2 separate regions of the Hordeum vulgare genome follow, and region 1 is linked to region 2. A link is a contact called in public Hi-C data. All regions are on one chromosome and are shown on one strand. Each heading gives the region's core, a stretch centred on a gene start, on an enhancer-like site or on the middle of the called end of the contact. The rest is flanking DNA. Distances are from core to core; before and after follow the strand shown. Region 1 holds the start of LOC123410534 (SUPPRESSOR OF GAMMA RESPONSE 1-like). Region 2 holds the start of LOC123407139 (squamosa promoter-binding-like protein 1).

Region 1 (6,503 bases), core at 3,476-5,975, 490 kb before region 2:
TATGAAGAACAATACAGGTGGTCGACGGAATAATACATGTCATGGGCTCCTAACACGAGGAAAGCTATCCGTCATCAGGGATGCATACTATGTTACACATACTACACATGCCAGTATGTTATAGAGTGATTTATGAAGCTATTTTTTTCCAGGATCAGAGCCCCCTTTTCTCTTTCCATTTGTCCATTTGGAACAACTGCATTTGTCTGTATGATTCCACAAAAATAGAGGAAATCTTATATGAGGCTTGACTCTGTGTCTGTCGTCTGTCTCCAAAATCCCGTGAACCGTTGAAACACCAAATTTTAATGATTCCCACATCAAAGAATTTTCAAAGACTTTAGCTTGACGCAACACATGAAACCTTAACTTATTTCTATCTCTCTCTATATATACATGCTATTCTATACAAAGTCCCTAAATCCAACCCACTGGAAACTACCAAGCATGGCTGTCAATTATAATCCAATTTGAAACAATACACCGACTCATACAAAACTCACAGATATTATACCAGACATTGAAAGGGAGTTCAGAAAGTTGGGGTTGGTTTCCATCTCTATCATGTGATTATCACGAGATCAATCTTGCACGAAATTCTCAGCCCAGCTTCACCAAGGTACTAATCCAGCACATGAAAGTGATTTATTTTTTACATTTAATAGGTGGTACCATGACGGCCAACGTTGTCAATGCAACATCATTAGACGACTCAAATTCAGAATTTATAATTGAAGAAATACTGTAACATCATTAGACAACTCAAATTCAGGATTTATAACTGAAGAAACACTGCAACATCAGTAGACAACACTAATTCAGGGTTTATAACTGAAGAAAAACTCATCAGCACGTCAGCTAATCATTTACTATTCATTCAAGATTCCCAAAATGAGGCAGCTAATCCTTACAATTTACAAGCGCATGCTGCCAGGCGTAGCTAGTTCTAGGGCTGAACAGTAACCAGCACATAACATCGCACCTTCTGGCCTTCTTCATAACTTACAGTTTGTATGCCTGAGAGCAATTCATCAGTGCATAAACAGGGCGTCTCATATACAGCGCCAAGGTGTTAAGCTGGCGGGTTACAACTCGGATTCACCGAGGTAAATAGCCACAGCACCAAACAGCTGAAAACCACAATTGGTGATGCTTGCAGCACATTGCTCTAATATTGTCTCGCAAAAAGGGACTCGGATGTTTCTTCATGCACAAGGTGCTGGCAGTGCATTCAAGGAGACGACTTCAATCAGTCGCCTGCCCTGTGAAAATTCCCATCGTATAGCTGTCCTGTGAAAATTCCTGCAAGTAAGGCACAGATTAGCAAACACAGGGTGGAAAGGGGAAATTGAACATGTCAAAAAACTGCGTCAGAATTCAAGGTATCAAAATCTTACAAGTTGGCTCAATCGAACTTCAGCATTGTTGTCAGGCTCAAGATTTGCATTGTCTGAAGGGCCCAAGTCCTTGTATTCTTGCAGATCTTTCTTCAAGTCCTCTACTGGCAATTGGGCATAAACTGCCAGGCGAGGCTTGATCGAACCTGGTTCATCTCCATCGCCGCACGAGGTCTGGCTCTGCAGGAACTCGTCACAAATGGCCAAATTTTCTGCCAGTTGCTGAGAATCTAACAGAAACTGGGAATCACCTTCCCACAAGTTTGGATCTTGTGATGGGGGATTATCTCCATCCTCGGGTTTTTCAGAGGATGGATAGACGGCATTTTCTTCAGCAGCTTTTTCTTCCATGTTTATTTCACAATCTCCGTTTTCCTGAATATCAGTTATTGGCTTCATTATTCAGTTACCTTAAACACTTCCTATGTTTTGTTTGCTAATTCAACTTGAGTAAGAACGTAATGAACAGAAATAAAGTGGTATGAATAGGCAACTACCTGATAAGTATTATGTTCATGGCTATGAAGGGCTTCCTCGTCAGCATTATATTCATTATTAAGAAGAACCTCTTGATTACTAATACTACTAATCCGTTCATCTTCTTCTTCCATGGTTGGTTCAGGGAGGTCAGGGAGATATCCTTCAGCTACTATAGTTTCCATCACATCTGTGTTGGTTAACTCTAGTGCACTCTTTTCTCCAGGCTTAGATTGTTGCTGGAAAAATAATTTGGAGACAACATATTCTCCATTCTGCTCATCTTCGCCAGTGCCTAGATGATATTGATGCATCACCCAATTAGTCTTCTTAGGCTTCCCACCCTTCACGGTACTCATATATAGCACCATTATTTTCTTACAGCCAAGGTGCTGTCCATCAACTATTACTGGCTTTGTCTTGCCTGTTTTGTGCCAGCGAACATCGGCAAGATCACCAGTGTTGATCTTTCGACGCTTCCTAGTCCCAGTGTTATATGCTTTAAATGTTCTGTGGAAGAAGTGTGATACACTTCCATCTTGTTTAACACCTGAAAAGGATGAAGTCAATTCAACAGTAATGCAAAGCACCAAAGCAGAGCAGAGAAAAACAGATTAATAAATTTCTCAAAAGCACAGTTCTATTGCCAAAGCTATAAAATAGGTGCTTTATAAAAGAAAGTGAAGTCCCCGTTTGAAAAAAAGGACCGGAACTGAACCAGTGTAGAATGTTCCTGAGTGACATATGTGTAAAGGTAATATATTGAATGAAAAGAATAATGTTATCGCCAACACTGAAAATAATGCTAGATTTAGTAGAAATGCTGGGCCTTGGGTCTGACTGAAAAAGACCAGATAGTAAACACAGGAAGATGTCTGGGTACTTCAAAGATTTAAACTGAGGGGAACCTGGAAGTTTCTGTGGATGAGTGTAGCAGATACCATCAGCTTCCTCAACTGTTGGAATAAATTCCTCAATGAATGGGTGAGGTTGAGAACCTGCTGCGGCATGTTTCGCAAGCAAATGCCCAAGCAATTCCTGATCAGACGGATCAAACTTTACACCCTTTGGCAAACCAGGCCACTGGTGAACAACCTGTAGAAAAACCTTAATTAATCAGGGTTGCAGTTTACATTACACCTTATAGAACCTTAATGGGCATTACTAATCAACAATACTTATCCATAGTCCCGAAGTGGGAAAACTCAAAAACTTTAGAAACAATATATTCATATAACACTTGATCTGGAACATGAGAATCATAAAGTCACAGAATTATAACAGAATCTGTTCCAGCTTTAGGAAGAAGTGATTGCCTGATTAACATAGACCAATGAGCAGAAGGCTGGATAAAGATAAGAGTAATCGCTCAAACATTAATTATATAGTTTTTTTTTCCTAACCCTCCATTTAAAATAAGCATGAATCAGCCATTCAGCCATACTAACAACAAAATGCAAATGATATACACATGCACCACAGCTAGTTCAATTTTACATAATAGAAATGCAAATGCACAACTCTTACGTCACTGTTATCAATGATGTGGCTGCAATTCGGGCACTCCTTAGTTGGGTTGCTCAACCATTTTTGTTTACTGAGATCCCGTGACCCAGATACATTTTTTATTTTCGAAGCAATTCTTTGGCTATCGATTAGCCAGGATGTCCTGCAGAAATTATTAGCAGTAGAGTCAAGACAGATGGATACAGAAAAGTTGTTCTACAACTCCAACAACATTATCACAACTTCAATGCATATTTATGCACCTATCAACAGCATTATAACCACAAAAAGGAAGAACCAAAGGCTGACACAAGAAAGGGGATAACTTCATTAAACATATCCAGTCAATCTTTTAGAGGTACAAAATGAACTTAATTTTGAATCTGGCAAGAACACCGAAATACAATCAATATGTACCGCTAATGCATAGTTCCTCAAAATATCTTTCGTGCTAATATCGGTTAAGCATCTCATTTACAAAATACAGGACCAAATTCAACTACACTGCTGGCTTCTCGCTACGGTGTAAATCCAAATTAAAGCACTGCTAACCAGAAGTCAGTTCGAAAGAAACATTTTTTTTACCCAGGAACCATGACACTGGCAAACTAACGACCACTAACAATGACTGAAGTCAGTTTTGCATGCGATGCTAATCGGATAAATAGAAGAAAGCGTTGGAAAGTGATCTTTAATTAGTCATGCTGAAAGCCATCCAAATGTTTAAGATGGACACAACAGCAGAGAGACGATGACTGCCTCCTTTGAAGTAACATTTCCACTCTTCCTTCCGACCAGAAGCGTATGTGTCTTTAACTTGCTATATAATAATAAGGACAAACCAGAACATGCCTTTCATGCACATCCGAAACAAGAACATGTTACATTCACATAACCTAGCCATTGTCCTTCACACTGAGCCTCATAAGCAAGAAAAGAAGACGCCTTTCGATCCAAACCCCTTGGCGGAAAGATCGTTTTTAACTGTAAAAAATCCCACGACTCCGACGCCCAAATCGTGCATCCATTGAATCGCAAAAATTAGTGGCGACAAGGGGATACTGATCCCGCAAGCCCCCAGACCCTAAAGGGCACCCCACCGGAGCTCGGCACGAAAAGGGAAACAGCCGGCGCCTCCTATCCCGACCTAGGCAGGCAGATCGCATTCCCCCGCGGCGGGTCGAGCCATCGGAGGAGCGCGGCGCGGGCAAGCGTCTACGCGGTCGGATCGAGGGGGGGCGACGCACCCGGTCATGGCGGCGGCCGCGCGCCCGGCGACGGGCGGCGACGTCCTAGGGTTCCGGCGGGGGGCGGCGTGTGGAGCCGAAGCGGAGAGTGGTGGGATTGTTTTTTTGAATCGGAGTTGACCACGGGGCGCACGCGGTATACTACTGCACCCTGAGCTGAGACACGGCGCGTGGACGTGGATGGACGGTCCTCGTCCGTCCGATGGCGCGTGGACGGTCGGGGTTGGGGCGCGGTGCGTGGTCTTGGCCCACGGGGACGGGTGCTCCGGGTGGGTCCTGCTTGACTGTGTTACTCTGCGGGGTTGACTTGGTCTTCAGGCCAAGTCGGTCGCTAGGGTAGGACGGTGTATGATGCTCTGTGCGTCGCAAACTCTATATCTCGCATAAAGCGAGTGATTCTTTCGTCTCATTTCTACGGAGTATTATTGTTTTTCCTTCGCTAGTTCATTCGCCATGCTCGGTGGGTTGGTTCGTTCAGGTTTTTTTTAGTTTTTTTTCTTTGTTATCCAACGTTTTCTTTGTTGTCCCTTTGCTTTTCATAAATTTTCATCCTTTATTTCCAGGCTTTTCCCGGTTTGTTATCTTTTCTTTCTTTCTTTGCTATTTATTTATTTATTTATTGGATTTCATCTTTTTTGTTTTTTATTCCTTTTGCATTTGTTTTATTTTGTGGTTTTTTGGGTATATTCTGTTTTTTTGTTTTCTTTACTAGCACATATGTTCGTGCGTTGCAACGGAAAACTTGATGTGTCAATCATCAATTGTAAAGTTTGTAAAAGTCACCAAAGCATTTTATTTAAACTCCCAGTATTTCTCCGATGAGAGAGACATAAGTATGTTGGTCTAAATCTCTTCTCTATCTTTATTATATTCAAGTTTCTGTTTAACTAAAGAAGAGAAAAAAAAAGTGAGAGGGAGTCCAACCAGCCCAACATCAGATCCAATATCTATCTTCATTTTATTCAAGTACCTATTTAATTAAAAAAGGGATTTCAGTGACTTTATAATAAATTAGAGGCCCACGTTACATCAACAAACAATAGCCCATTCATAAGCATGGGGCAACTTGCAAGGGCATGCAGCTGGCCCAACCTAAACTTTCAGGGTCAGGCCCAACTAATTTCGTTAATCCTAAGCCAGGGAGATCGATCCCATCCCCACATCTCATCTCTCCCTCCGACTCAGAGCGCCTCCAGTACCGCCGGCTCGCTCGTCCCCAAGCAACTTCCACCGAGGAGTTCCCCCTCCTTGTCAACCGCGCCGTCAACCCCGGCCCGCCTAAACCTTCCTGCCTTCCTCTTTGTTCCTTCTTTTTCCTCTCGTTCTCTCTCCTTATGTAACATCTCTCTCATTTGTTACTGAACGCAGGACGCCGCTGCCTGTACCAAGTCCCACCGTCGCCAGATCTGCCTCCACCGGACCGGCTCCATCCAGATCCAGCTGCCCTCGTTTGCGCCTCCCGTAGACGCCGGACCCGGACTGTGAGATGCACCGGAGTGGTAGCGCTTGGTAACGACGGGATGTGCGCAGCCCGACACTGCCTAAGGGGCTTTTTTAAAAAACGAAACATTTTTCAACTATAAACAATGGACTGCGGGTTTATTCAGCCAAACGACAGGGACTTTTTTTGTAAAAATGTCGCGGCGGAAATTCCGACAGAAGCGATAGCCGCTTTATTATTAGGTAAAGATTTCTTTTGCATTACATGTCAACAACATTTTTAGAATACATATTATACTCTCTCTATTCCTAAATGTAAGCCATTTTCGAGGTTTCACTATAGATTACATACCGAACAAAATGAGTGAATATATATTCTAAAGTATGTCTTATACATCTATATATACTCCATAGCAGAATCTATTAGAAGACTTCA
Region 2 (6,745 bases), core at 3,482-5,981:
GATAAAGTTGAAATTTCTCTAAGTTCTCTAAACAAAATCTTACTAAAGATTTGCCTCATGCAGATGAGATTAAAACTATTATTGCAATAGGTTTGCCACCTAGTGATCCACAGAACATTACTTGTTGGAGCATAGACGTTACTCCCTTCGTGTCATAATATAAGGACATTTTTGACACTATACTAGTGGCAAAAACGCTCTTATATTATGAGACGGAGGGAGTAATTAATATACACAAGAGAGGGGAAAATAGATCTGCTTTCCCTAGACAACCACCTTTGTGATTGTTTCTCTGACTCACAGTACAACAATGAAAAGCTCGAATATCCAATAGAACTACTGCTACCTAAGCAGAGTTAGGCACTCCACAACTCATATAATGTACAGAGATTGCACTTTGGTCTATCACAAGCATCCTCACTCTCGAGTGTACAGACTAGCAGAATCTGCAGCTGATTGGGCGTTTCAAGTGGGTCCCCAACGGAGGCGATTCCAGAGAAAAGGACCCGGCATACCGCGGACGACCGGCGGGCTCTGCATTATCAAACCTACGCAGACGCAGACAGTGGCAATGGCGACCAAGGATAGCACCGCAGGCCTGTTCGACAAGAACCTGTTTGGGCAGGGCCGGTAGGCAATGTGCTGGAGCTGGACACATTGTCTGCATCCCGGTAGGCTTTTCTCGACATCAAATATGGTCTGATCAGTTGATTTCGGACGACCTGCATCTGCATGCTCTTCGGTGATACCAGTGGTGGTCATGGAAACAGACACATGGGCTGCAGGTAACCCCCTGTTAATTTTGTTCTGGACCATCTGGATGTAGGATGTGTGCCCTCTCCTCCGAGCGTAATCCTCTGGAGTGTACCCGGTCGCATCGCGGGCATTCTTCCAGGCTTTGATCCCTAGCTGTCAAATTTAGGCCGAGTGAGTTCAGGAACGAAAAGGAAAGACAAGGAGAAAATATTGCAAGCAGAAGCCACTCAGTAACCACAGTTTCAATGTCTGCAACAAATTCTCATTAGTAAATGAAAATGTTGAAGGCAACTCCATCTTTGATCCAACCACCAATGTACAAATCTGCTGTGACTACTCAATAAGTTTAATATTAGCACACACACTATGTTTTTCTTCTTTTTTTGAGAATTTATCGTTTCAGGAAAAAAAATAGCATGAGAGTTCAGTGCAAGTACCTGTTGAGGATCATCAGTTAGAGCATCCAAAACAGCAGCAGCATTACTGATGGTAGCTGCACTATGGAGAGGTGTAATATCTGATGGACCAGTCATGTCAGGCGTGAATACGAACCGAGCTGGTGTAGCCACTGCTCCACCGCCCACTGGCGCAGAATTCGTTGTGTATCTCAATAGGCAGTCAACCAAGGGCTTGGACCGCTTGTTGACAGCCTTGAACACTAAACTCTCTCCCAGGACAAACTCAACTGGTGAGGGGACGTCAATATTGCCCTGGAACAAGGTGTCCAGCAGCATCTTTACGACGCCGCACCATTCCTGATCGACCGCAAAGGACAGGAGCCATCTAAATCTTGCAGCAAGAAAACCCACAACACGATGTTGTTGTGGAGCCTTGGATGATGTAGCTCGTGAGTGGCTCCGTTGAAGAAGCCACCCTATTTCATGTAGAAACTTCAAGGCTTGGCTGCGAGAAGCCATCAGATCTTCTCTTCCTTCCAAGACATTAGCAAATGCAAATATATTCAGTTTTTCCTCCAACATTCGAATCTCACAACATATAGATTCTTCAGCGACAACGAAGGGAAATGAAATGCTGCTCTGATCATAATCTTCAACCTGGAAAAGGAACCAAGAAAGTACGTAATTTAAAAAGGGAAATGAGGATGTATAAAGAGAGACAACTGAAAGAATGTAGAAGATAATTCACCTCTATGAACCCCCTTCCACTTGTACTAGGGAAGGAGCAAGAAAAGGCCAGACATTGAGGCCCTTGCTGAACCGCAGTATCATCTTGTAGTTTTTGTGTTGCTTCTTGGACTAAATATTTCCCACCAAATATACAAAGTAATCTGGAACGAGTATCATCATTATTGTCAGTGAAATAAAATCAAGGTCAGGTCAGTGCAGAGTGATGCCTGGTACATACTTTGTGGTTGGTTGAGCTATGTTGAAGCCTCTCACTGAGAAGTTTGCCGTCGACTTACAAGAAGCCGCAATGGGAGTTACACACAGTATCTGATGCTTGTCACCTATTACAGGTAGCCATGGACACACCAACGTAAGCCTGCCTGCAAAGAAAGGGAAACCACAAACATAGGAAACTGTTGGTTGTGTACATATACAGATAAAAATAGGGAAAAAAAGGTGTAAAAAGAGAAAAATAAGGCAAACGAACCATTGCAGCTTAATGTCAGGCGGTCCTGCACCCTAGCATACAACCATCCTGTCTCCCAGAAACCATGAGTGGATATGCTAATAAGATTTTCTATCCAAGGAGCTGGATCGACATTAAGCTTTAGGGAAATTCAGACAAAAGGAAAATAATAGTAAGTAAAGATTATGCTTCTCTATCCAAGGTTCATAGTTCAGGTTTTGCTATTTGAATTAGTAAGTAGTTTGTTCACTAGTAACCAGCTTATTTAAACACTAGTATTTATATAACACGGCGCTACCTTATGCCACATCCAGTTAGGAAGACGAAGGTAAATAGTTAGAATTACACAACCAGGCCTAATATAGCTCTCCATGTCACTTGGATAATGTGACAGCCAGTTTAGGACCTGCAGATCAAAACAATTTGATCCAAAAATTCAGAAGAGATAAAGTTGTCAAGAGAGGCACTATTTACAATCTGCGTACAATAAATGACCTGTGTGCGTAGATCAGCAGGAAAATCATTTGGCTGTTTACCAAAGAGCTTAAAGACAATTTTATCTGTTCGGCTCTGCAAATGTTTTGGAGCATGAGAGATGCTGTGGCTAAGACGCAGTTAGTCAGCAGGAAACCCAAGAGAATCAACCTAAATAATGTACCTCATCTTCCTCGACATAAGTGTCATTCAGATCAAAATTCCGCGCACGTCTTTTCATAGGAGGCTCTTCTGGGGACACATGTCAAGTGGTGCACACATCATTTAATTTCAGAATGTGTGCTTATTTGCCTTGTGCAACAGCAGCAGCAGCATCAGTTAATCAAAGGCTATTTACCTGCAGGAACTGGTGGTCCACTTTGATTACCAACATAGTTACCAGCATTTGATGATGTTGCATCCTTTAGCATATCTTGACATGCCTGTGTGCCAGCAACAGCAGCAAGGTTCTTCAGAAGATTGACCAAGAAATTCGGACCATTGATTTGCTCAGACGAGCTAGCAGCAGCTGCGACGACATAACACTGAGGTTATATGAGCATGGATCGATCGCATATGGACAGGTAACAATCAATGTGTACCACTGTACTGCACATAGAATTAATCCGAGAAACTTACAATCTTGTCCAGCGAGTTGTCTCAGTAAGAGGAGTAAGGTATTGGTTAAGGACTGATTTTCACTCGAGGAACTCACAGCCTGGGCCTGGGCTTTCCTCCTCCTCCCATTATGTTTTTCTAGACGTGAGCGGCAGCTCTTCTTCCCTTCATCAAATTCTTGAACAAGGTGAAACCTAGAACAAATGTCAAATGATTTCCCTTCAAACCATAACATGAAAAACTTGATACGAAGAAATTTATTGCTAACTGACCTGCTGCACTGCTGGCAAAACCGATGCTCTATGTTTTTGATACGAACAAGAGTCGACTTGGTGTGCACCTCACACACCTTGTGCCTCCTATGGTAGTCCCTACCGTCGCGGAGATCCGCGTGGCAGCCGTCGACTAGGCAAGATGGAGCAGAGCTGGAAGATGCACCTGCTGTTGCATTCGCAGGTCTCTCTTCTTCGCTGATCTGTCCTCTCCGAACAGCAATCCTTTCATGTGGAGGCTCCTCGGGGTTATCCACCGTGGAAACTCTCCTCCTCCTCCTCCTGCTCTTGTCAGCAGCACCAAAACTGCCCCCTTCCTCAGCCCGCCCGAGCTCCCTGCTGCCGCACCCCGACGGCGCTTCCGCGTTTGACGACGGTGCGGCCAGGAAGAGGTTGCCGTCCCATCTCCAGTCGTTCAAATCCCACTCGTGGCCCTTCTTCTTCTTGTTCTTGAGCCCACTAGACATTCTCGCCAACCCCCCTTCCCCTGTTCTGTTCTAGGCACGAACAGCCAAATATCTCGAAATTTTTCAACTAAATTCCCCAACTGTACATATGCGTAAGCGCTGCCGGGTTAGTCATGCACAGGCCACCATGCGCGACCGGACTATCTTGCTATCTTGGAACCGAATCGTGAGCTCAGAAAAATCAGTCAAGAATCAAGGGGAGGCGAAGAGTGGGGATTGGCAGAACCTGGGGCGAAGTATCCTGGGCAGGCAGGACCTCCCTGCGCCGGCGTATTCGCATCGGGGAGGCCTCCTTTTCTTCCGCCTTAACTGGCGCTTGGCGGCTTCGTCTCGGCTTGGGAGTAGGACAGTGACACCACGCCATTTGAGCCTTGGAAGAGCAGGACACTCCTTTGTCTTTCATTCAGGGGGGTGGAGATGGGCCGGCAGGACGGCTGCCGGTGATGCTTCGGCTGAGCCCGTGCGCTCTCCTTCTGCTGACGCCTGTGAGGGTCAACGCCTGCGCGCCCTCTTCGGCGAGGGCAGGTACTAGGCGTCGGTCGACCGATCGGTGCCTCCCACACCACACGATATGCTGCGTTTGACGACCGTCCATCACACTTTTTCGCCAACAAAAAAGAAAAACAGCTCGTACCAGCGAGACCCCTCTCCCATCCCCACTACCCAGCGTGCTCGCCCACCGCAATAGTGCATCTTGGCTAAGAACATCTCCAACAGCCGCGCAATCATCCCACACCTTAAAAACAGTTTGGCATGTTGAAATAGTGATTTTTAGCACGCCGGAGAGTGCTGGCTCCAGGGGTCGCCGTAAAAAATAGGGTGCGCGAGCGCTCTAGCAGGCGCGCTAAACTACAGCGCGCGCGAATAGCCGGCGCTTGCAATATGTTCATTTTTGACAATACGGTGATATTACAAACATCAAAACAAGAGGAGATGTCCGCCGCCTTGTTCTTCTTCCCGGACACCTTGCCCGTCTTCTCCATCGCCACATTTGGGAGTTTCGAGAGGGGGGGCGCGTGGCTTCACGACGGGCGCCGGCACGACGCCACCTGCCGCCGAGATCGTCTGTGGCGCCATGAAAAGACCACGCGCAAGACCGGTAGTTGAAGGAGCACCGACGGAGGCGAAGCCAAAGCTTCGCGTGCTAGGGTTTGCGCGGCGGCAGCGGCGAGGTCGCGGGTGTAGGGAGGGGTGAGGGGATGTCCACGCGGTCGTCCATCGGGCGAATTCGCCGACAGTAGCGCGGGCGGAGCGAAAGCGGCGCTGTCGGAGAGGATGCGGCGCGGGCATTCGAGTGTGCCGCGGGAGCGGATAGACGAAATAAAACGGCGTGTGATGCCATTTCGCCCCGTGCGCTGAACCACTTATACCGCGCACGCTTTTTTTTGCCTTCAATAGTGCGACCGGAGCGGCTGCGCGCGCAAAAAACACAATTTTTCCAGCGCGATGTTTATATCGTGCGGCTGTTGGAGATGGTCTAACAGGACCGTTGGCTTGGCTCACGACAATGGTCGTTAGAACACCGCGTCCTGAGTTCATAGTGGTGGTTGTCATGTCATAGTCACCGGAACGCGCTCCAGCTTGTAGCAGTAGTGGCACCACAACTTCCTTGTCACACTTTGATCGCAACATCGCCAATCACTAGTTGTAGCAACATCGTTCAAATTTGCAGCATGGTCGTCGGCCGTTGGCCGGTCATAGCATAGATGTGTGCCATCAACTCGTAGCAGCTGGCGTCGCCGCTTGTTGGGCCATGCTTGCTGCTTGCAGTATCCGTTGATGGGGTCACCGCACTACCATCGGCGATCTCGTCACTATGGCTTGCAGCATATGACGTTACTGATTGCACCACTTAGCGATGTCGGATGTAACACTAGGTTGAACGTGTTGCATATCAACACCATGTCTAACTACTATCTCTGCATGTCCCATCACACGATAGTGGAGATACCCCCCCCACTACCACCCCACCTCATTTAATTTTCCCGGCCCGCCACTCATCACACCGATATAGAGCCTTCTATAATCGGTGTTATATAATAAGTACTATAGTTATCCGTCTGGGGGCGCGCCGACGAAAAAATCGGCATAGGGGGCTCGGTTCCCAGTCGCTCCCAACCGTTCTTTTGAAACAAACTTGGCCTAAATTCGGCCAAAGACAACTCAAATTTGAAGGAAAAACATAGTTTTCATTGATATTTGTACAAAATTGAAATAAAAACATAATCTAAAAAAATTGAACGTTGCCACCCGCTGCCGACGCCACCTTCTACATGTCGAGAAGCTTGTAGAAGTTGGTGTAGTCACCGCCGTCGTCGTCCTCCGGTCCGTCGCCGTCCTTGCTACACCCCTGCTCTGGGTCGAAGTGGCGAACGGGGTTGGAAGGTCCGCGTGCTGATGGGGTTGTACCTTAGGGGTAGGCCTACAGACCTGCTTCCTTAGGCCCACCTAAGACCCCTTACGGACATCAGTGTCCTACATGTTACCGTTGAAGCCTCGACCTCACTCGGTTCGATGACCGCCACACGGCCTGCTCAGAGTCACTCGGCCCGCTCAGAGTCACTC

The links. A called contact is a pair of places that touch in the nucleus more often than the background predicts.
Region 1: a contact with region 2 is called in a Hi-C map of leaf, with 4 times the contacts expected there. The contact joins the promoter of LOC123410534 here to the promoter of LOC123407139 in region 2. A contact is called at or near these places in 3 of 6 Hi-C or Micro-C datasets (leaf and seedling) and 1 of 1 datasets of contacts at active chromatin or transcription factors (embryo).

The regions. Positions count from the first base shown.
Region 1 is chr7H:117,223,371-117,229,873 of MorexV3_pseudomolecules_assembly, reverse strand. It overlaps LOC123410534 (SUPPRESSOR OF GAMMA RESPONSE 1-like), which reads right to left and starts at 4,725. Exons shown (of 6, transcript XM_045103483.1): 1 at 4,628-4,725; 2 at 3,402-3,543; 3 at 2,783-2,969; 4 at 1,895-2,424; 5 at 1,398-1,772; 6 at 825-1,302. The coding sequence starts at 4,635. The coding sequence ends at 1,246.
Region 2 is chr7H:116,736,236-116,742,980 of MorexV3_pseudomolecules_assembly, reverse strand. LOC123407139 (squamosa promoter-binding-like protein 1) reads right to left here and starts at 4,731. Exons shown (of 11, transcript XM_045100207.1): 1 at 3,714-4,731; 2 at 3,463-3,635; 3 at 3,182-3,352; 4 at 3,008-3,072; 5 at 2,845-2,919; 6 at 2,648-2,755; 7 at 2,371-2,488; 8 at 2,122-2,263; 9 at 1,903-2,044; 10 at 1,194-1,811; 11 at 245-909. The coding sequence starts at 4,180. The coding sequence ends at 466.